Linked DNA regions of Mus musculus: regions 1, 3 and 4 are each linked to region 2. A link is a contact called in public Hi-C and HiChIP or PLAC-seq data. All regions are on one chromosome and are shown on one strand. Each heading gives the region's core, a stretch centred on a gene start, on an enhancer-like site or on the middle of the called end of the contact. The rest is flanking DNA. Distances are from core to core; before and after follow the strand shown.

Region 1 (5,200 bases), core at 1,614-4,113, 470 kb before region 2:
AAAACAAACAAACAACAAAAACCAAACCTCATTCTTTCAATAGCCCTGCCCCTCAGCTCCAATCCAGGTTTATATTAGAAATAGAGACAGAGTTGAAAGAGGGATCAGAAAACTGGTCTTTGTGAGGACTACGGGCTTCATTCATTCATGACTTACAGAGTACCTCCTCACGCCAGTACAAAGTACACTGAGTGGTAGTGATGGCCAGGCAAAGAGCCTGTTCCCATGGAGACCACTGTAAATAAGCCACCCAGACTAGACAATGCTTCAAGCCCCTGAAGAGCTGAGATAACACTTGTGCTAGGAGATGAGGCTCTACCTGGGATCTAGGGAAGACCTCTTGGAGGAGGTGGTATTTGATGTGAACCTTCAAGGATGGAACCTTCAAGGATGGATTAGATTGACAGAAAGAGCTGGTAGAGGCAGAAAGAAAACAGGTCCAGGAGTCGGTAACGTTTACATAGTCTAAGAGTTCCTTTGGCTCCTGAACCAAAACCCCAGGCCAAAACCAGAACAAAACTAGCTGTGCTTGCTGCTTCTACAATGTTAAACATTTCCTTCTGGGTACACGCTCCTCCCAGGCTCCCTATTCGGGCTCTCTGCTGTTCCTACCCTGGAGGAAAGTCCTCTCACCCTGTAAGCCCCATCAACTCATCCCCAAAGCTAAGGCTCCCATCCTAACCAGGCAGAGGGGTTCCTTGGTTGACTAATGATGGCAGCGGGTGGGTAGGCTCGGAGCCTGCAAATGTTCCTTGCTGTCTGCGGGAAGAAGGCATGTAATGTTTTCCTTGAGACGGTTGGGTTTCTGCTAAAGCTAATGTTTGCTTTAGGATTGTTGTGAAATATAGACTCCACCAGTGGAAGCAGGAGGTGTAGGTAGCTTGGGGTGACGTAAGCAGCCAGTCTCCCCACGTTGATAGTAAATCGTTCCCGTCTCCTTTCTGAAACTGCCTAGATTCCTACGCAGTCCTCCTTAGAGAACCCTGGATGGGTGGGTTCCTTCCCTTCAGGGGGCTCCGGTTTCAGGCAAGCTTTTGTTTATGGTTTTCCAGAGTCCCAGTGGGAGGGATTTGAAGTCTTTTCGATTTAAGGGTCAGTATGAGGTTATGGGTGGGCATAGGGCATATGTTAGCATAATTATTAAAAGAAGAAACCAGCGTTTGATCAACCCCAAAGTAGGGCTGACAGCTCTCTCTACGGAGAGAGAAGACCCAGACTGAGGGCCTGGAGGAGGTACAGGCAACGCACTCAGCATCCTTCCTCGGACAGTATCCATCCCAAGGACCAAGGAGACGCCCACTGTACACCAGCATGCCAGCTTTGGAAAGCAGGAGTGCCACATAAGTGTGAGAAGCGTCCCTTACAGTCCTGAGAAGCAGGCTGGAGCATGCTGGAAGCCAGGCTCTCCCTCTTTCCCTTTTAGCTTCTGCTCTTCATCTCTGAGAGGGCTGGTAATCAGGGTGTTCTGAGGACTGAGTTAGTTCATAAACGGACACACTACAGCACGAATCACCATCCTGGGTCGCTTGGCCCCCTCTGGGAATCAGCCACAACTGTGTGGCTCGGCACTGACACTCCACTCCAGGTACACCAGGTCTTAACATAAATCCCTCTGTTTTGGAGTCCCCCTCATAAGCATCACACATGTAGCACATCACACACTCTGTCTTCACCAAGTGCTTCTGTCCGAGTGTCTCCTCTGAAGCCATAAACCACCTCCCATGGCTTATACCTATCCCATCTGCCTCCTTTCCAACTTGTCCTCCTGTTTACACATTCCAATTCTGACAGGCAGTCTCATAGGCAAGAGGGACTTTTCACAACCATTACATCACACACACACACACACACACACACACACACACACACACACACACACACACACACACACACCCCTTTCTTCTCAGTGGTATTTTCCTTTCCTCTCCTTTCTCCTGACTTGGTAAGCCTGAAACACTCCACAGTTGTGACCCATGCCCTTACTTTTTAACACAGTACTTTAACACAACCCAACAAAACTAAAGTCAGGGCTGTAGAATCTCCACTCTTAGTGCAGGTAAGAGGGACCAGAAGTTCAAGACTAGCCTCAGCTATAAAGTGAGCTGGAAGCCAGCCTGGTCTACGAGAAAGCCTGTCCAACACCAAACGAGCAATATAGTGTGATAAACTAAAAGTGAACATCCACTTCACTAAAAATACAGAGAAAAACAGCTGCTCATAAATCTTTCATCCAGGACCAGCCTCAGGTCCTTGAGGTCCCCCAAGGCAAGAGGGGTGGGCACGCGATTCCTCATCCTACCTGAGATAAAACGTTCTCCTGGTTGTCCGCCTCGTTTTGCAGAATGTCATCTTCCGTGGGCTCCACTGTTTGCACATCAGGGGGCTCGCTTGTCCCTGTGGGAGGTGTAGTGGACCCCCAGACCTGTGCCACCACCAGAGCAAAGCAGAGAACCAATGGCAGGGGATAGGCCATGAGAGATGCGACAGTAGGGACTTTAGTCCCTACAGAGACCACCTTGGGTCGGAGGTCTCAGCAAAGACAGGCTGGAAGGCGGCTTCACTGGAGTCCGGAAGAGTAGATGTTCAGAGAACCGTCTAACGTCTAAAGCTGGGTGTGGCTGAGTGGAGCAGGACTGTGCTCCCCAGAGACCCTGAACATCTCCTCCCAGACCCCAGCAGCTTAGACTGTGCAGAGAGGACACAAGAAAGAGGTGACTGAGGGAGCAGAGGAGGGCGCCGGCTCGACGAGGGCAAGCCGCAGCAGCGTGAGCTCAGGTGGAAGGCTAGCGCCGGGAAACTCGGGACACCCGGAGACTGGGCGCAAGATGGACAGTGGCCACAGCGCAGGAGGCAAGGGAGGGCTGCTGGCCCAGGGCGCCGCGGGGCTGGCGCGGAGGGAGGGCGGAGCCTCTATTGTGCCGGGCAGAAAGATGCAGCCAGTGACGGCCCGGAGGAGGAGGACCGGGAAGCGCACAGACTTGGGCGCTGCGCCCGGGGACCCCGCCTCCTCTAGGGTTCAGCCACTGCGCTTAAGCGGGCGCCGGCTGGCGTGGGAAGGGCGCTGCTGGCCTTGCATCTGATTGTAAATGGTCATCCGAGAGGGACTCCGTGTGCCTTTTCTCGAGTTTTCTTCACGCCCGAGCTCCGGGGGAGCCCTGACTTGCTCCCTGGACTGCAACCGGGACAGCGGAGAAACACGACCTCTTCTCTTGAAGTGTTTTATTGTTGTTGGTTTTTGTTTTGTTTTGTTTTGTTTTCCGGAACTTGACTCCATCTGGAGTACGGGAAGCTTTGAACTTACGAACAATTGTAATCTTCATGTCTGCTACAACCCTAGAACCTGATAATACCCCCACCCAGAGGATGCATCTTGAACCTCTGACAGAATGTGGAGGGAGTTGGATACATTTTTAAAATATGGAGAGTGGCTACAGGTCTCTGCTGTCTCTGCTGTTCTGTTTGTCCTAGTGACTTCCCAGAATCAAACGCCTACCACAGGGAATGTCTCTTGCAGTCTCCGTGGTTTGGGACAAATGGACAGGCCTCTCTATCTGGCCAGATAATCTCTAAAGGGTATATACATGTAATGGTGCGGTCCTCTTTTGGGCTCTTTAATTAGTGACCCTGAATATGCCTACTATGAAGATTAACAATGTGTCACTTTTGGAAAGAGCATTAAGTCTTCTGGGACAATTGCCACTCTGAAATACTCAGCAGAGTCAGGTCGATTCTGAGGGGCTCTAGCAGAGCTGAGCATGGCAGGCATGGCTCTGGCAGGCCTTGCCTTCTCCTAGCCCATCTTCCTTGTTAAAAACCGTTCCATTACATTCCTAAAGCCAGCCACCAAGATCTAGTCCCCCTTTTGGCCGACTCCTGCCCCCTGAGGCTATTAAGGGCCCCTCCCTTTGGCTGCCCTAATTAATCTGTACAATCAAAAATAAACCCCTCATCTAAACAGGGGACTTCCCCTTTACCTTTATAAACTGTCATTTGCCTATGTGCCACATCTGCCTCCTCTCTATCCAGAGGCAGTGTTCCTTTCCCCTTCTCCTTCATTCTCTATCACCTGACTTGTATTCCCTGCCCTTTGTTCCTTGGGGGCAAATAAATCTCCTTTGGGCTGAGAACTTGGTCTTGGGATGTCTTGTGCTGGATGCATATCAATCCCTTCAAATGCAAAGACCTAAAAGATATTCTACCCCCTAGAGAAATCTGAATACTTTGTTCCTAATGCTAAGCAAAGAGGTTGGGATAATGAAAGTAATAAATCAAGCAAAAGCAGACTCCAGCTTAGATATGATAGTTGATAGAAGTGTAATGTTACCATTTAGTATTACTAATATTATCATTTCTTGATAGGGATACAACTCAGAGACTCCAGGATCCTAGACAAGCTTTCTGACACCGAGCCACTCCCTTGAACCTAATAATAACAATAATTACTATTTTCTTAAAAAGAGAAAAGTTTGTGGAGAGAAATCCAAGTCTCTAGATGCAGGAATGCTACACATATACCTTTCTACGAACACTATCAAATCTTGTATGAAACTAAGTGGGGAGGTGGTGGTTAATACTATATATGTAGTAATACTATATATGTAGTAATACTATATATGTAGTAATACTATATATGTAGTAATACTATATATGTAGTAATACTATATATGTAGTAATACTATATATGTAGTAATACTATATATGTAGTAATACTATATATGTAGTAATACTATATATGTAGTAATACTATATATGTAGTAATACTATATATGTAGTTTACAAAAATGTTGAGGGGCTGGAGAGATGCCTCAGCAATTAAGAGCACTGACTGCTCTTCCAGAGGTCCTGAGCTCAATTCTCAGCAACCACATGGTGGCTCACGACCATCTGTATGAGATCCAATGCCCTCTGCTGTTGTGTCTGAAGACAGCAACAATGTACTCACATACAATAAATAAATAAATCTTTTTTAAAAAATGCTGAGGGCTGTCTAAGCCAAAAGTGATGGTTAGGCAGCTAGGTGTTTCAAAGAGAAGATAAGATGCCCTTGCAATAGGGGAACATGAACAGGGAAGTGCTACAAAGGAGCATGGGGACTCCCCTGCCCCAAAGCAGCATAGGACAAACGCAGCATAGCCTAAAGAAGCAAGTGATGGTCATGTCTAGTAGAAGGCCAGTAAGCATCATGGGGAGTAGGACTGAA
Region 2 (5,306 bases), core at 1,332-3,831:
CAGACTGGCACAGGTCTGACAAGTCACTCAGAAAAACCAGTCAAGCCAAGCTGTTAAGTAAGTAATGTATTTCACAAAGTTAAAATAATTTATAACTTAGCCAAATATATCTACCTAAAACCATAGAACCTATTATTAATATATGATATTTTCAAATTTTAAATTATCTCACAATAATGGCTCATTTAAAGCATCTTTTCTCAAAAGGGAGTAGAGAAGGGTGATTACTGTTTCATTCATATATATACATACACACATACATATATACATATATGTATACATACATACACACACATATACACACATACATATATATATACATATATATGGAAATCCAGTGAAACTCATTAATATGTATAATACATATTATGATAAAAAGAAAGCATCTCATACTCTGATATAACGTTTTTTGTCTGTGTGTTTCTGGGGGTTGAGCTTATATATCCTAAGCAAGTGCTCTTATCTTTGAGCTGCATAGCCAGCCTTATCTGTAGCTTTAGCACACGTGACTATTCTTATCATTGAGCTGTATCCCCAGCCTTATCCGTAGCTTTATCACATCATGTGACTCTTCTGCTTCTCCTTTCATTTTCCCCAGATCTGTTTTCAGCTAATACTCCTCATCGACTACTGTACACGAGTACTCTGTCCTTTCCCTTTCCCTCTGTCAACTGTACCGTGTCCTTGTGCTGTTGTGTTTTGTGTATTTCTCAGTGTTGGTGATCATTTCTTTCCAGGTCTCATAATACCCATCTAAGTATCTGTCCGCCCATTCACCCGTCCACCTATCCAGCTAATAGACAAAACTGTTACCCATTTATTTTTTTAAACTGAGTTGAGCTCACACCACTAAGAATCTGTACCTTTTGGCAGGTACTCCCTTTTGGCACTTCAAATTTCCAAGTGTGTGTGTGTGTGTGTGTGTGTATATATATATATATATATATATAAAACAAAAGCCTTGGAGGCAGAGAACTAAAGGGCAGCCTTCAGAAGTGTTGGGTGGTCCCTCACTCCTTTCTGAAGCTAAGGCCTCTGCTTTCTCTGAGCTCTAATGCTCATCTGAGCCTTTGCTGCTGCACTCACGGCCGTCCCTTAGGAAGAAGGAGCACGTCTCTCCCCTGCCTCTCTCATTGTATTGGAATCCCTTGAAGAAATAGACTCTTGATTCCCCTGTAGAGTCTATTGTAAGTTCTACTGTAGAATAACTCAATAAATAAATACGTTTTGGACAATATGCTCTTTATTGACTGCTGTAGCCGCCAATTTCTTTCTAAGAGAATGCTTCTACCCCAGGGACTTGCACACATAAAGAAGGTCAAGAGATTCTGGGCAACCCCATTGTGGGCAGGCTCTGAATTCTTCACTTAAGACTCGGTACTTTCCAAGCTGGAAGTATGAAAACTAGAGAACACACCCGTGTTGTTAGTCTTGCTCCAGGAAGGCACACCTACCACTATCAACAGCACTGTGGGTGCCATTTACAGCTTCTCAGGCGACGTGGCGTTCTGACAGGATTCCAGAGAGCATGCAAGGCTAAGGCCAAGCAAATACTGCTAATAATATATCATGTCCTTCCTTGATCCTGTTCCACCAAGCTGTTTATCCATCTAATCTCTCAAAGCCACAAAGGTGCCTTAACAGATGGGCAACTACGTTTTTATTTACAAATGATACCCCTTGTTAAATGATATTTCTAAATGACATAAATTGATAGTAAAGTCTGGATTAAAAATGAATACGCAAGAATGACTAAGAAAACACTGAAAATGTAAAATGAGGAAGCCTATCCACCTGATGGAAAACATCCTGATATGTTAAATTTAGTTGCTTTTGACATCTCAACAAATTGGACTCTCGTTTCAAAACCTGCAAAAACCCAACATAATAGCTCTAAATATAAATGCAACTTCATAACACTGAGATTATAGCCTGCACATGCACATCTGCTGCCTATGCTGTAACAGGACAGTTGAATTTTAGCTCTCCTCTCCTAGCTAAGTTCTTGCTCTCTGGGCCGGTTCTCCCTGACTGGCACATTTTGCATGGCCTCGGGTCATCTAATCCCTTTTGATTGCATTTCGTTCACTAGTCGCTGTGCAAAAGGCAACCCGGCTGTGTCGACACCCAAGAGACTCCGAAGACAATGGCAGAGGAAGCCCGGGTCACTGGCAAACAGGTATGTGGAGAATTAGAGACAAAATCAGCTAGCTTAAGGTCACAGGCCTGCCTTGGAGGGATCTCTGCCTAGAAACCGGCGGGTCTTTCCCAACCACACCCGTGGGCGTTCGGAAATCCGTCACTTGAAGACTCACTGCCAGCGCCGCGCTCCCTACCAGGCGCTCTGATCCGCCCCGGGTGACCGAGAGGACCCGCCCTGCAGTTTGTCCTTAAGGTGGCGCCTGGCCTCACCTCCCCGCGAAGCCGCGCGCGTAGCCGGCCCCGCCCCTGCTAGTGCGTGGGGGGCGGTACCACAGACTGACAGGATCCTTGGCCATCCTATTGGGCAAGAGTCTGAGTGACGTAAAGAGGCTCCTCCTTCCTGTCGCCGGTGCCCGCCCCTTTGGCTGTTCTCGGTCGCTGACGTGTCGGGCCGGCAGGCTTCCGCTCCGCCCCTGGGCCGCAGCCACTCACCGCGGCGGGAGGGGCCGGGTGGCCGGGGCCCGCGCTCCCCTCGGCCGCTGCTCGTGGCCCGCCCCGCCGCCCCGGCCCCTCGGATGACAGTATATATTCCAGGCGGGCGCGGGACACGGGCGAGTAGCCGAGCCGAAGGAGCCGCGGGATTGTCGAGGGAGGTAGGGACCCCCTTCACGCGCGCGCTCCCATGCCTAGCGCGGGGACCCGGCTACGCGTTGCCGCACCTTGCTCGGCGTCCGCTGCTCGGAGCTCCGGAGAGGCGTGGGCTGTGTCGCGGCGGGGCGGGGATGCGCGCGCGGAGGGTCTTGGGGGAGACCTGAGGGAGGAGGCTTGGGTGATGATGGAGTTCCCGGCGCTTGTCAGCGCTGTTTTTGAGTTGGGGGAAGAGGAGCCAGGAGGGTTTCAGGCTAGGGCCCGGGCATAGTTGTGCCACTTCTGGGGTTCACCGGTGGGAATAAGTGATCGCTGTTACTGTTGGGAAAGCGCGTTGGGGTGTTTTGAACCCACGAGGGTAAGAATTGATAGTTCCGACCAGGACAGTGGATCCCAATGGGGGATGTGACTAGCACAGGACCCGCTTGCCTTCGCTTGATACTGATAGTGAGAGAGGTTCAGATTTCAGGGTTTTCCCCTCAGTTGGACTGGAGGAACGGTGAGGCTGAGAGCACACATATGCTCTAGAAGATTTTTTAAAAGTTTGGTGTGAAGGCTGACTGGCCTTCATCGGCATACTATGAGATCTGATATCCGATGGTAATGATCATGCATTTATGAGAGGCACAAGTTTAAGGACTTGGAGGTGAAGTTCACTGGGCTTGGATCCAAGAGTTTGCAGCAAACCAAAAGCATTTATCCATTTCGTTATTAGTTGACTCACTTGGCTGAGGGAAAAGACTTCATAGTCTGTCCTGTTAGTTAGTGGTTAGGACTCAAGTCAGTCTCAGTACCATTCCTCCCCACCCCCACCCCAGCCCCTCCCCTCCCCTCTTTTTTCCTGTTTCGTTTGTTTGTTTGTTTGTTTCCGAGACAGGGTTTCTCTGTGTAGCTTTGGTTGTTGGAACTCACTCTGTAGACCTGGCTGGCCCAGAATTCAGAGATCCATTTACCTTAAAGATATGTACCGCCACTGCCTGGCTCCATGTGTCCCCCCCACCCCACCCCCACCCCCCAAAGCGATTTACTAACCCACCCTGAGGACATATAGCAGCAGAGGTGGGGGTGGAATTGGGAAATACTGGACGTCCTTAATGTGGCATTTAAATTCTAATAAAGGCATGTTTGATAATGGTTTGTTGGGTATGTTGATCCAGGTGTGTTAGGTTGTAGGCACACACCAAATTTAGTCATAATTTCTAGTGCAGACTTTTGTTCTTAGTATAAAAATCCACGTCTTTTTAATTCTCTTCTCTATTGCTGTATACCATTTGAATTTAGTTACACACACACAGCTCTCAAGAAAAATGAGTAGGAGATGCAGTACTATGGTTATCGCTGTGTCAGGTAAATATAACCGTATTTATTATGAATGTTACACAACACATAAATGGACAGATTTGATTTTGGTAATAAGATTTGTGGATTGCTGGTGTTCTGGGACCAGATATCAAAGTTTACAATGAGTTGTTTTATTTGCATGAGTATGTTTTTCTCCAAGCACCCAAAGTACTACCCAGTACTTACTGAATGAGCTAGCTAGCTAGGTTGCGCTCTCTCTCTCTTTCTCCTTTTTCTGAGACAGGGTTTCTCTGTGTAGCTCTGGCTGCCCTAAAACTCATTCTGTAGATCAATCAGGCCTCAAACTCAGAGATCCACCAGCCTCAGCCTCTGCCTCTGCCCAGACCACCCTGGCCGGGAACTCACAGAGATTTGTCTACCTCTTCAGTGCTGGGATTAGCGGAGTGAGCCTCCTCTGCCCAGCTTTGAATGACTTTTAAAGGAACAGTTCTACCTAATATTTACCATAGTATGTGTGCGTGTACTTTTAGTAGAAGAGGCCTCTTTGCTTTTTAATCTTCAGGATATATGAAAAAGGCCGGGTCGTCTTCATGAGGAAATACATACACCAGGGAAGTGAAATTATTTGCACAGTGTCAAATGATGGGCAGGGGACAACTGGAGCAAGGAACCACAAACTAGGGGGACTTCTTTGGTTGCATGTGTCCCTAGTGATCTGACTACAACATGCTTCCTCCAGTGCTCACAAAAACAGTGCTGAACATGAGACCCCGGGAATCATTCCTTGGAAAATAATACAAATCTACCTCTCCCTACTGTCTTATTTTTTGAGAATTTTGTACATGTTCTTATTAAATGCTTTTTTAAAAAGTGATATAACAAGCCTTTAATCCCAGCACTCGGGAGGCAGAGGCAGGTGGATTTCTGAGTTCGAGGCCAGCTTGGTCTACAAAGTGAGCTCCAGGACAGCTAGGGCTATAAAGAGAAACCCTGCCTCGAAAAACCAAAAAAAAAAAAAAAAAAAGAAAAAAGAAAAAAAAAAGTGATATAACTCTTGAAACCTAGATGTCAACTGAATTTTTTTTTTTCTTTTGGTTTTTTGAGACGGTTTCTCTGTGTAGCCCTGGCTGTCCTGGAACTCTCTCTGTAGATCAGGCTGGCATTGAACTCAGAGATGTGTCTGTCTTTGCCTCCTGAGTGCTGGGATTAAAGGC
Region 3 (5,452 bases), core at 286-2,785, 410 kb before region 2:
AATTTTTGTCTCGGGGATCTCAGCTTTGACACTAGCTGGGCTAGCTGCTATTGGGGTGTCTGGAGCTCTATGAAGAGGTAGAGTACAGCTACCTCTGTATCTGAATGTTGTGTGACAAACCTTTCTTGGGAAGACAGCAAACATCTATTCATCCCAGTAGGAAACTCACTGCAGACCAAAGTACGGATACCACCAAAGTTCCACTTGGTTATGGGTTTTACTGCAGTTACTTACAGGACAATGGGTGAGAGGCTACCTACAGGACCAGAAATGTCTCAAAGACAGCTGCATCATCAAGGCCCAGACCAGTATTGGTGACAGCGCACAAAAGCTGGGGACCTGGAGTACACTTCGAAGCCCACAGGCAGCTCAACAGGTTGGAGAGTGTCCTTTCCAAGTGACTCTGATCTGATCTAAACCTCTTCCTGGCAGCTTAGCTGGTTTCTGCTGCTTCTAGGTCTGGTCTGAGTCTTTGCAGTTTATCTCCTCCGAGAGACTGCTTTTGCAGCTCAGCTTCAAGTTACTTGAGCCTCTCTGATTTTCTTGTTTATACTCTGGCAGGGAGGGGCCTGGTGGATCTGGCCAGTTTCAGGGACTTCCTGAAACTTCTTGGAGTTGTTTACCTTCCAGTTTAAAGACCTTCCCTGCTGGACGCTGGACAGAATGTTTCAATTTCAAAGGAAACTGTTACACAACCCTGTATCTATGAGGTTTACACACTCAGGTCTCAAATCCTGCTTTGGCACGTTCCTTCTTGCTTCAATAAGAAGCCTCACAGAATTCTGGAAACGTTCTCTTTCTTCCTTTTCTTTTCTTTTCTTTTCTTTTCTTTTCTTTTCTTTTCTTTTCTTTTCTTTTCTTTTCTTTTCTTTTCTTTTCTTTTCTTTTCTTTTCTTTTCTTTTCTTTTCTTTTCTTTTCTTTTCTTTTCCTTCCTATTTCTTTTCTCCTTTCTTTCTTATCACCAGCCAGTTAAAAAACTTTAATAAATGACATAAGAACATTCTGCAATTTCTTGTCCCTAGTGCAGCCTACTCCAGTTCTACGAGGCTGACGACTTTTATATATTTAAATTCTTCGCAAAGAAACCCTGCTGAGCCCCCAAATGCAAGCCACACACCCAAAGGGACAAAAAGCACTGGAGACAGCCCTCTTATTTGGTTTTCGCCTTGATTCTGAGGAGAAGCGGGGATCTCTGAATTAATGCTGTCCAGACCGAGGGTATCTGGGATAGATCTCTGGCCTTCTTGGGAAAACAAAACCCAATATTAACACCGCTTCTCTCGGGCTCCCCAAACAAAACCAAAACAAACACACACATGCAAGGCGATGCCGTTTCGCCACTACTAGTTAAGCGGACTGCGCCTGGATCGCCACGCTCCTGCGGTCTGGCCAGGGCGAAGTTCCCGGGTCTCGGCTCAGCGCTGCGGGGACTTTCACCTGCTGGGCGCGCGCGGGGCGCGGGGCGCGGGGCGGACCCGGCGGCGGCGGGCGGGGCTCTAGCGCGCGGGAGGAGTCGGTCCAGGCCCGCCCCGCAGGAGGAGCCGCGGGCTGGCAGCCGATCCGGCGTCTCCGTGACAGGCACCCTGCTCCGCCGCCACCGCCACCACCGCCGCCGCTGCCTTTCTTCCTCGTCCCGGGCCGTGCGCGCCGAGCTCGGGATCGGACTCCCGGTCTAGTCCCGCTTCTGGCCGTGCGCCCTTCGCTCGGCGTCCCGGTCCGGGGCTCCGCGCCGCTCGCTCCCGCCTGCCCGGCCGCCTGGCCGCCTCCCCGTAGTCAGAGCGCGGCCACCGAGCTGCTCGCGCCAGCCGCATCCGCGCCGCCCCTGCCGCTCGGCCCTCGGGAGGCTCGGCTCCCGGTTCACCCCTGCCACCTCCTGGCACCCAGGCTGCCCACCTCACGACCCGGGTCCTCGCCGCCGCCTCGCCCGGCCCCACTGTTCTCTGCACAGGGTCTCGCCAGCTCTTTCTCGTCGCCGCCACCGCCGCCCCCTTGGAGCAGCGGGTCCGCCGCGGGTCACCATGCCCAGCAAAACCAAGTACAACCTTGTGGACGATGGGCACGATCTACGGATCCCTTTGCACAACGAGGACGCCTTCCAGCACGGCATCTCTTTTGAGGCCAAGGTGAGGGGCCACCGGGAGGGCAGTGCCCTGAGAGGGCAGGTCTGGGGGAATGGGGTGCCAGCGGTCCTGGACTCAGAGCAGGTGGGCTAGGCCTTTCTCAGCTCTTGCCCAGAACAGCTAAAAATGAGCACCTGCAAAGTTTGAGGTGTACTGCCTCTTCCCCGTCTCCTACCTGCAGACACCCCATCCTCGCCCGCCAAGGCTGGATTGAGTTACTTCCCGGAGAAGGCTGAGCAGCGCAGCCTGCATGTCTGGCTCTTTAGAAAGCTTTAAGGAAGCGCTGGTGTTATTTACCTGCTGGCCTCCCATGAGAGAGGTGCTTTTGGAGGTGTTTTAAAAGGAGAATGCTTGTTTCCTGACCGGTTTTTAAAAAAGTTATATATATATGTGTATATTTCACACACACACACACACACACACACACACACACACACACACACACACACACACTCATTCCAAGTAGTTGAGTGTAGGTGTTAAAAGTTACTTCCCAAATGTCTGCTTTTGGACACTTTAGCATGTGTCAGTCATTGGTGTAGTAGTGGGGTGAAACCTGTTTTCTAGTTTTGTGGTGCACTGTTAAATCTCAGCAGTTGCTGATGAAGAATTTAGCCCAGACTGGAATTTGCAGGGTCAAGGCCAAAGCCACCCTTGGGGGAGGGGTGGAGTGGAAACCTCGCTGGACCAGTGGTTGTGTATAAGACAGGCAACCCGGTGACCTGACCATGAGGCACCTCTCTGTGTAAGGAGTTCTGGCTTCTAAGACTGCAGTGGAGTTTCCCGGAATGGTGCTTTTCAGTGGAAAAGGCTTCTGCTCGTGACTGATGCCCAGTCCTACCTATAACTTAAGGAAAGAAACGCGCAGGGATGCTCAGCATGCACAGTGTGCTTGTTACTGAGTGGAATTTAAGCGAGCTCTGTATAGATTGGGTTTTGAGAACAAGACTTTTGACAAAAGGCAGACTTGCTCCGTTCTCTTTTCTGCAGTGACCCGCAGGTTAGCCTGTTGTGCAAGGACTGCCGTCAGGTGTCAATTTCCTTTAGTTTGCAAAACATCATTGGAGTGTCAGATGCCCAGAGGTCATTTATCTTTACAGTTCCTCCCCTTTTCTCATGCAGATGGATGAATTGGTGACTCATATCCCCCCCAAACCCCAACTTTTCTCAGTCATATCTTCTAGAATTAGAGTTACCTCTTCACCCTATTGATGTCAAACTCTCCCTCGGAATACAGAGCTGGATTGCTGAGTAAAGGGGATCTGTCAGCCAAGATCCTATCTCACGTCTCTATCTCGGAATAGATCTGGTTGGCCTAAGATATGGGGTGTTTGGGCTCCTGTATGTCAGGGCCTATGGATTTGGTAAGCAGTTTCTTAAAAGTATAATGTTTTTTATTATGGTTAAGATTTAATTTTCTTGGTTATGCATACACTAAGAAATTGGCATTGTCTTGCTTGGTTAATCACAGTGTTCTATTAAAATATATATTTTTATTATTTTAAATTGTGTGTCCGTGTGTGTGGTTATGTGCATGTGAATGAAGGTCCCCTGGAGCCCCCTGGAGTCTCCTGGAGTCCCCTGGAGCTGGAGTAACAGATATTTCTGAGCTTCTGAACTCTTTGAAGTAGGTTCTGGGAACTGAACTCAGATCTGCTGTAAGAGCAGTGTGTGTGTTCTCAGCCACTCACTGAACCATCTCTCCAGCCTCATCAGAGCCTTTTCTTTTTAGAGAACTAGTGGGGGAAAGACTAGGACGATTTAAAGTTTTTTTTAATTTTTATTTCTTTATCTTTTATTCTTTTCTCATGGGCCTCTGCATTTGGTTCCAGATAGGTGTCAAAAATCTAATGTGTGCACATACAAATTGCAAGAAAAGTCCAATTCTTAGTATAATCCGCAGTTGGAATGCTGAGGCAGGGGGACTACCATGAGTTGGTAGCTTGCCTAGGATACATTGTCCTAGCTGAGAAAACCAACCACCCAGCCAACCAAAGAATAGTTTTAGACAAAATAGTCCAATTCCTCTATGCCCAATTGGGCTGCTGTATGTCTGGGCCTATGGATTTGGTAAGCAGTTGATATATTTATGGGACGTGTGTAGCTTTAGTGAGTATTGAGGTGGCCTAACAAAGCTGTTTGCAGTCCTTAAGAAATACTGAGCTTGAAGCTTGGCTCCAACTTCCTAGATCCCACTCTTTTTTCCCCCCTCTAGTACTAAACGTGTAGTTTCTTTTCTAAGCAAATGTCTGGGGGCTGCGTGGTGTAGTTTCTATAGTAACTCTCTAGATTCACAGACAGTGGTGGTCAGTAAGAAGAGGAGCCGTGGCTGGTCTAAGTTGTGTTCCCAACGCAGATCTGAAACACAGGGGGGCAGGCATGTGTAGTAACGTGAAGTAGAGAAGAAGAGACAAGGGTAGGTGGAGCTTCTCTAGGCCAGGCTGACGTTATGGACTGGGTTCTGAATTCTGGCTCTTGGTAGTTGATGCTGGACTCTGGCATATTCTTCAGATACCATGTCAGCCAAGACCTGCTCAGAGGCAGAAACAGAAGATCATCTCTTTGTGTGCCGTCACTCCCGACCGACCCTGGGCATGCCAGTTAGTGCCTCTGTAGCTAGCTTCCATCTCTATTGAGCAGTGTCTGTCCTGAGGCATGCATCATCATGGGCATTTCAGGGTTAAAGCACAAGGCACTTGCTCCTTGTTTTGGAAAAGCACCAACTGGAAAATGCAAATGTCTGGTTGCCTTGCTAGGCACCTTGGAGAAGGAGCCCAAGGCTTCCTTTCCCAAGGGTTGGCAGCTTTTCAGAAGCAACACTGGATGGAGAGATTCTCTGGATGTATGCCTCTAGTTTTTCAGAGTTCCACAGAAACACAAAGATTTAGGATTACCTGGGAAGACATGTCCCTGGCTGAACTTCCGTGTTCTTAAATACACATACCTTCCGGTATCGGTTGGTAGAGTGCTTGCCTACCATGCGTGAAGCTCTGGGTCACATCCTCAACACCACTGGTCTAGGTGTGGTGGTGCACACCTGCAATCCCAGTACCCCGGAAGTGGAGGGAGGAGGATGTGGGTACCCGAGACCCTAGCTTCCTGCATGCACCCCACCCCAAATGCATATCACAATGAAGCCCAAACTATATGCTTTCACCTGCAAAGCTTCACTTAAGTCTTTCTACTTTTTTTAAACCATGCATGTCTCCATATGTCTGTTTATATGAACTAGGATATAAGGCTCAGGGAGGCTGTTGCCTGCCATGGTTCTCACAGCCGAGTTGATTAAAGCTAGCCTTTGGTCTCTTCCATCCTTCAAATGCTTATATAT
Region 4 (5,469 bases), core at 268-2,767, 450 kb before region 2:
ACTGTGCTTGAAATTAGCATTTTCTTAATGTTTAACTTCAAAGAGTTTTTGCTATTTTGAAATTTTAAAATATACTTACTGATAAAATAATTTCTCTCCTAGAAACACTGATAATCTTTTTTAAGTAAACTGATTATTAGACAATGTACACAGGTATATAATGTGTTTTAAACACTCGCTCACTATGTCAGGTGGTATCATATAAGGGCTTTTGAATATATTTCTTAATGTTTCATTTTTAATATTTTATGCTCTTTTACTATGTTAAATTCCCAAGGAATATTTTGTATGTTTTGAAACAAATTAGATAATGTTTTCAACATTAGATATAGGATCCTCAGTTATGGAGAGTGTTAAATGTTCATTAATGATATTTTTAGGGTATGAAAGGATATGAATATAAAAGTTGAACAAATCTTTTATGTATTACTTGATTCTCAAAATACTCAATATTATTAATATGATTGATGTATAAAATGCATTTAAATAATAAAAAAATTTAGGAAAAAACAAAAACAAAACAACAAAAAAAGATTATAGAACTAAAGGCCTTGAACTAGATTTGTATGCAAACTCTGAGTAAATTACGGGACACTGGTTGATGTCATAATTGGCTGGTGGTGAGAGAGACAAGAAATGCTGCCCCTGAGGGAAACTGTCTTAATGGTCACCATAAAAAGCTAAATAAAACAGCCTCAAGCAGATTGAGCTGATATACAAAGAATTTAGCTACCCTGGAAAGGATAATTAAGGTGATGCAGTTCTTTCATGCAAGCACTTGGGAGGCAGAGTCAGGCAGATCTCTGTGAGTTCAAGGCCAGCCTGGTCTACATAGTGAGTTTCAGGCCAGTGGGGGCTACAAAGTAAGATCCTGTCTCAAAAACAAAGCAAAGTTTAGACTATTGCTAGAGGAAGCTATTGGCATACTCTCACAATGTAGTATTCTGAATGTTCCACATCTAACAAAAATATTACTAAACACAGAGAGGAGGGTGGAGGAAGAGGGAGGGGGAGAGAGAGAGAATATCTATGATTCATCATCAAAAGGAGCATTAGTCTGAGATGTGGTGGCCAAACCTCTAATCCCAGAACTTGGGAGTTTGAGGCCACCCTGAGCTACAGAATAAGACCTTGTCTCAAAAGTAAAAAACAAACAACGCAAAGCCAGTCAATAGAGATGAAATCAGGTAATCAGAAAAAAAAAAGTAGATAGTGTAGCATTTAACAATGAAGGAAACCTTAAAATTTTAGTGTAGGGGCTGGAATATGGCTGAATTGGCAGCACATGCTATGCTTAAAAAGGCTCTAGGTTCAATGCCCCAGTACTGAGGTGGGGAGTGAGAAGGGGCTGGACCACCAGGAAGGTCATTGCTTTGGTCTGAGCTTCTAAATGTGGCTCCAACATCCAGGGTAAAAGTGAAGATGTAACAGCTCACGTCACACTCAGCTGTATGTCTGAGCAACACAAGAAGTCAGGGTCAGAGCGATAACAACTCCATTTCCCAAACAGGGCAGTTGCCGTTGGCAAGATAAGAGAGTGTTTCTGACGCAAGCCATCTAACCAGGCAGCTATTTTTAGTGCATGCGTGCATGTGTGCATGTGTTGTCTGCCTGTCCTCTCTCTCTCTCTCTCTCTCTCTCTCTCTCTCTCTCTCTCTCTCTCTCTCTCTCTCCATTAATATACTTACCTCTGTTTTAAAAAATGAAAGTTATCTGACTCCAGAGGGGAAAAAATAAGGCCTTTAAATATATGTAATTTTGTTCTCTTACAGATGGAAACTTAGTAATTTTTTTTTTCATTTTTAAATGTTGTTCTTTAGGCTCTAGTGATATAATAATTCTACTTTTTTTCCTTCCCCTCAGGAGTCAGGTAACTTCCTTTTTTTTTTTATGAACAACATTTAAAAATGAAAAAGAAATAACTAAGCAACATTCTAGGTACTATAGACAAAATGGCGAATAAACTTAAAAATGCAGCAATAAAGACTGTCTAAAATCTCTGTCAGAGGAAGAACTTGGGGTTCAGGAAGGGCAACAAAATAACCAATGAATTTTCCCAAACACTGCGAGCCCCAGGATAATAGCCAGGAGCCAAGCATACCCTGAGCTGGAGCCACATGCTGTGGAGGAGAAGTATCTCAGATAACTGAAAATTCTCCATGTGGATGAAAACCATAAAACTAATGATCTGAGATGCTGAATGAAGTCCCAGCAGAGGAACACATACATATGCACACCAGACAAAAGAATGTGATAACTACATCAGAGAATAGTAAACAGAAAATCTTGAAAGTAACAACCAGAAAAAAGACACTGCAGCGATACAAAGTTGGGTTGTTTTTGTTTTTGTTTTTGAGATACTGTCTTATGTGTCCCAGGCTGGCCTTGAATTCTCTTTGTGGTTGAAGGTGATCATGAACTTCCAATCTACCTCCCAACTGCTAAACTAACAGGCATGAAACCCTTCTTGCTTTAAGGTTGAAAGATCCAAATTGCTGCTCATGGTGTCTCACACTTGTAATCCCAGCATTCAGGAGGTTGAGGCAGCAGGATTGCTATGAGCTTGAGCTTAGCCTGGGCTACATAGTGAGACTCTACGACAAAAAAATAAAATCATAAGAGCTGAAAGAAAAGGAAATTTTGCTGGCATTTGATTTCACCAGAATTTTTAATCTTAGTATTTTCATTCTGAAAATATCCCAAAGGTCATGTGTAAGATATTCTGAAGTGTGTAAGGCTTCTGTGGTTTTAGGGTTCACACTCACATTAGCACTTACAATTGTGAGAGTCCTGGTGATAAGCTAAATGATAGTGCTTGATTCTATGTTATCTTTTGTAATAGTGCTTTATCTGGGGATCCAGCCTAGGGGTTTGTAAGTGTTAGGCAAGCACTCTACTCACTGAAATATGTAGAGGAATTTAATCCAGCAACATGGCTCCTCTGGCAAGGAATTGCATCCAAAGACATTCTAGGTCTGTATGATCCATACAGACACATCACTCACCTTTAATTCCACATGCCCTTAATACTCACCTTTAATCCTAAAAAGTGTAGGTAAGGTTAGTTTGTAGAAGGAAGCAGCCATGTTCGAAAGTGACATATAATTGAAGGACAGACAAAGTGCTGAATCAGAGAGAGATTTGACAGAATGAATCAGAGATTGGATTCTTCCAACTCTCCCGAGAACAGGCAGGAAAGAGAGGCTACTTAAGAGCAGCACAGAGTTAGTCAGGGATTGAGGGAAGTCCGGTGAGTGCAGTTCAGTTGAGTTCAGTTCAGTGCAGTTTGGTACACTTTGGTTGAATGCACTGTGCAGTTCTGTTCAGTTCCTGCAGTCAGTGCAGACAGCACATTTCAGTTTGTGGAATCCAGAGGCAGTTTTTCCAAGCAGAGCAATTCAGGGGAAAGCTGAGAGAAGCCAGTCTGAATCAGTCAGCTTGGAGAGGAGTTCTGAGCCAGAACAGCTGAACTGAATCAGCCAGCCAGAGTTCAGAAAGAGCAAGAAAGGGTAAGTTTATTCAGCACTAAGCCTCTAAGATGACAGTTATATCTGGCCAATAAAAGTTACATTTACAGAGCTACATCCTCAGCCCCCAACCAAGTTGCCTCCAGCTTCTGATAATAAACAATACAAGCTAGGAGATGATATAATACATGACTTAAGGTATAAAAATCTGTATTCCAATCTAAAATTCTGTACTGGCAAGGACAAGAGTGAGAAAGACAGGGTCTCTTTGTCTCTCCCTCTCCCTCCCCCTCTCCCTCCCCCTCTCCCTCCCTCTCCCTCCCCCTCTCCCTCCCTCTCCCTCCCCCTCTCCCTCCCCCTTCCCCCTCTCCCTCTCCCTCTCCCTCTCCATCTCCCTCTCCCCCTCTCTCTCTCACAAACACGCACACACAAAGAGAGGGGGTGGGGAGCAATGACTAACATGTTTGAAGGTTTTGTGACAAGCTACCACAAGGTTCTGGAAGGAAGGCTGCCTTACCTCTCTGTTTGGCTTTCAAAGGAAAGCAGCAATCTGGTATGCCTTGGTTTGCATGAATGATAACTGTATCACTACAGCCTCTGCATCCACTGCCTGACATTCTCCTCTTGTTTTCTCTCACAGGAGGGGTCCTTAGTAATATCATTTTAACTATATTGACAAAGACTATTTCCAAATAAGCTAACATTCTGAGTTCCTCCTGCTGGGTATCAATTTGGGAGTGAGGACACCATCAGCCTCATGTATCTAAAAGAACAAAAATGGAAATGAAGGTGAACTATAAAAACTTCAAAGGAGTAGTCAATTATGAGGATTCAGACAATCTCTTTGAACATGAAGAACAATGGAGTTAGACATCATAGAGCTAAGCTGGCTGGGTTTGGGCATTTTCCTGAGAAGATAGCAGTTTGGTTACTCATGCATGCCTAATACTCATCTTTCATCTCTTATCCAAGTGGTTTGTCTTGTGGTAGATAACCCTGTCTGCTGCTCAGAGTTGTTTTGATGGGCTTCAGCTACTGTGGTTGGTTCCTTTTCCTTGCCAGATAGTTATAGGAACAGATAATGCACATCTGGCCAATGAAGCATAGTAGGAGAGCCTAAAATAAATAATACACACACTCAAAAAAACAAAAACAGCCCCCAAATAAAATCATTATGTGTGTGTGTGTGTGTGTGTGTGTGTGTGTATTTGAGCCAACCAATGCACATGTACAAATGCCATGGTGTGAAGGTGGAGATCAGAGGACAACTCTTGGGAGCTGGTTCTCTCCTTCCATCACGTGGGTTCTAGGGACTGAACTCAGATCTGGCTTGCCTTTGTCCGTTGAACTATCTTGTCCCCAGATATCTATAATTGTCTGTTAATTATCTTTCTCTTGGCCACAGGGTTATCCTACCCCTTATCAATTATACAGCTATTAATAAATGTCTTACCAAAACATCTTGCCTATAGGTGATCATGTAACCTATGACATATGTATCTGTGGAAAGTGAGATGTGTGCAAGGCTTGTATTGTGATAGTACTTATGTTGTCTTCATGAAAGATCCAAACTGCTGCTCATGGTGACTCACACTTGTAATCCCAGCATTCAGGAGGTTGAGGCAGCAGGATTGCTATGAGCTTGAGCTTAGCCTGGGCTACATAGTGAGAATCTGCCTACCACAAAAATAAAATCATAAGAACTGAAAGAAAAGGAAATTTTGTTGGCATTTGATCCTCATCAGAATTTTTAATCTTAGTATTTTCATTCTGAAAATATCCCAAAGGTCATGTGTAAGATATTCTGAAGTGTGTAAGGCGTCTGTGGTTTTAGGGTTCACACTCACATTAGCACTTACAATTGTGAGAGTCCTGATGATAAGCTAAATGATAGTGCTTGATTCCAGGTTATCTTTTGTAATAGTGCTTTATCTGTTTATTGGTTTATTTATTTGACACAGAGTCTTGCTCTATAGCCCAGGCTGGCCTCAGCCTTATAGCA

The links. Hi-C and Micro-C count contacts between places; a contact is called where the count stands out from the background. HiChIP or PLAC-seq counts read pairs in DNA pulled down with a chosen protein or histone mark.
Region 1: an H3K4me3 HiChIP or PLAC-seq map of embryonic stem cells shows a contact between it and region 2, with 7 times the contacts expected there. The contact joins the promoter of Olfml2b here to the promoter of Uap1 in region 2. A contact is called at or near these places in 14 of 39 promoter capture datasets (the 3T3-L1 cell line, 3T3-L1-derived adipocytes, the C10 cell line and 9 more), 9 of 115 datasets of contacts at active chromatin or transcription factors (astrocytes, bone marrow-derived macrophages, embryonic stem cells and 4 more) and 3 of 9 other capture datasets (adipose tissue, embryonic stem cells and macrophages).
Region 3: a contact with region 2 is called in a Hi-C map of natural killer cells, with 5 times the contacts expected there. The contact joins the promoter of Nos1ap here to the promoter of Uap1 in region 2. A contact is called at or near these places in 8 of 39 promoter capture datasets (cranial neural crest, embryonic stem cells, erythroid cells and 4 more), 4 of 484 Hi-C or Micro-C datasets (embryonic stem cells, natural killer cells and neutrophils), 9 of 115 datasets of contacts at active chromatin or transcription factors (embryonic stem cells, extraembryonic endoderm stem cells, microglia and 1 more) and 3 of 9 other capture datasets (adipose tissue, embryonic stem cells and pancreatic islet).
Region 4: a Hi-C map of the G1E-ER4 cell line shows a contact between it and region 2, with 3 times the contacts expected there. The contact joins the enhancer-like site here to the promoter of Uap1 in region 2. A contact is called at or near these places in 9 of 39 promoter capture datasets (3T3-L1-derived adipocytes, the C10 cell line, the HPC-7 cell line and 6 more), 1 of 15 datasets of contacts at CTCF or cohesin (pro-B cells), 2 of 484 Hi-C or Micro-C datasets (the G1E-ER4 cell line and embryonic stem cells), 15 of 115 datasets of contacts at active chromatin or transcription factors (bone marrow-derived macrophages, cardiomyocytes, differentiating embryonic stem cells and 7 more) and 2 of 9 other capture datasets (embryonic stem cells and pancreatic islet).

What each region holds. Positions count from the first base shown.
Region 1 is chr1:170,642,195-170,647,394 of GRCm38.p6, reverse strand. It overlaps Olfml2b (olfactomedin-like 2B), which reads right to left and starts at 2,863. Exons shown (of 8, transcript NM_177068.4): 1 at 2,300-2,863. The coding sequence starts at 2,473.
Region 2 is chr1:170,172,239-170,177,544 of GRCm38.p6, reverse strand. It overlaps Uap1 (UDP-N-acetylglucosamine pyrophosphorylase 1), which reads left to right and starts at 2,581. Exons shown (of 11, transcript NM_001305045.1): 1 at 2,581-2,795.
Region 3 is chr1:170,585,932-170,591,383 of GRCm38.p6, reverse strand. Nos1ap (nitric oxide synthase 1 (neuronal) adaptor protein) reads left to right here and starts at 1,535. Exons shown (of 10, transcript NM_001109985.2): 1 at 1,535-2,124. The coding sequence starts at 2,020.
Region 4 is chr1:170,619,194-170,624,662 of GRCm38.p6, reverse strand. No RefSeq gene overlaps it. Among named protein-coding and RNA genes, the nearest start is that of Olfml2b, 23 kb to the left of the region's middle. Within about 2 kb of position 1,517, at least 45 of the 459 cell types and tissues checked have an H3K27ac peak or open chromatin away from gene starts, as enhancers often do. A contact at or near this core is called in the G1E-ER4 cell line and pro-B cells, where this site is marked.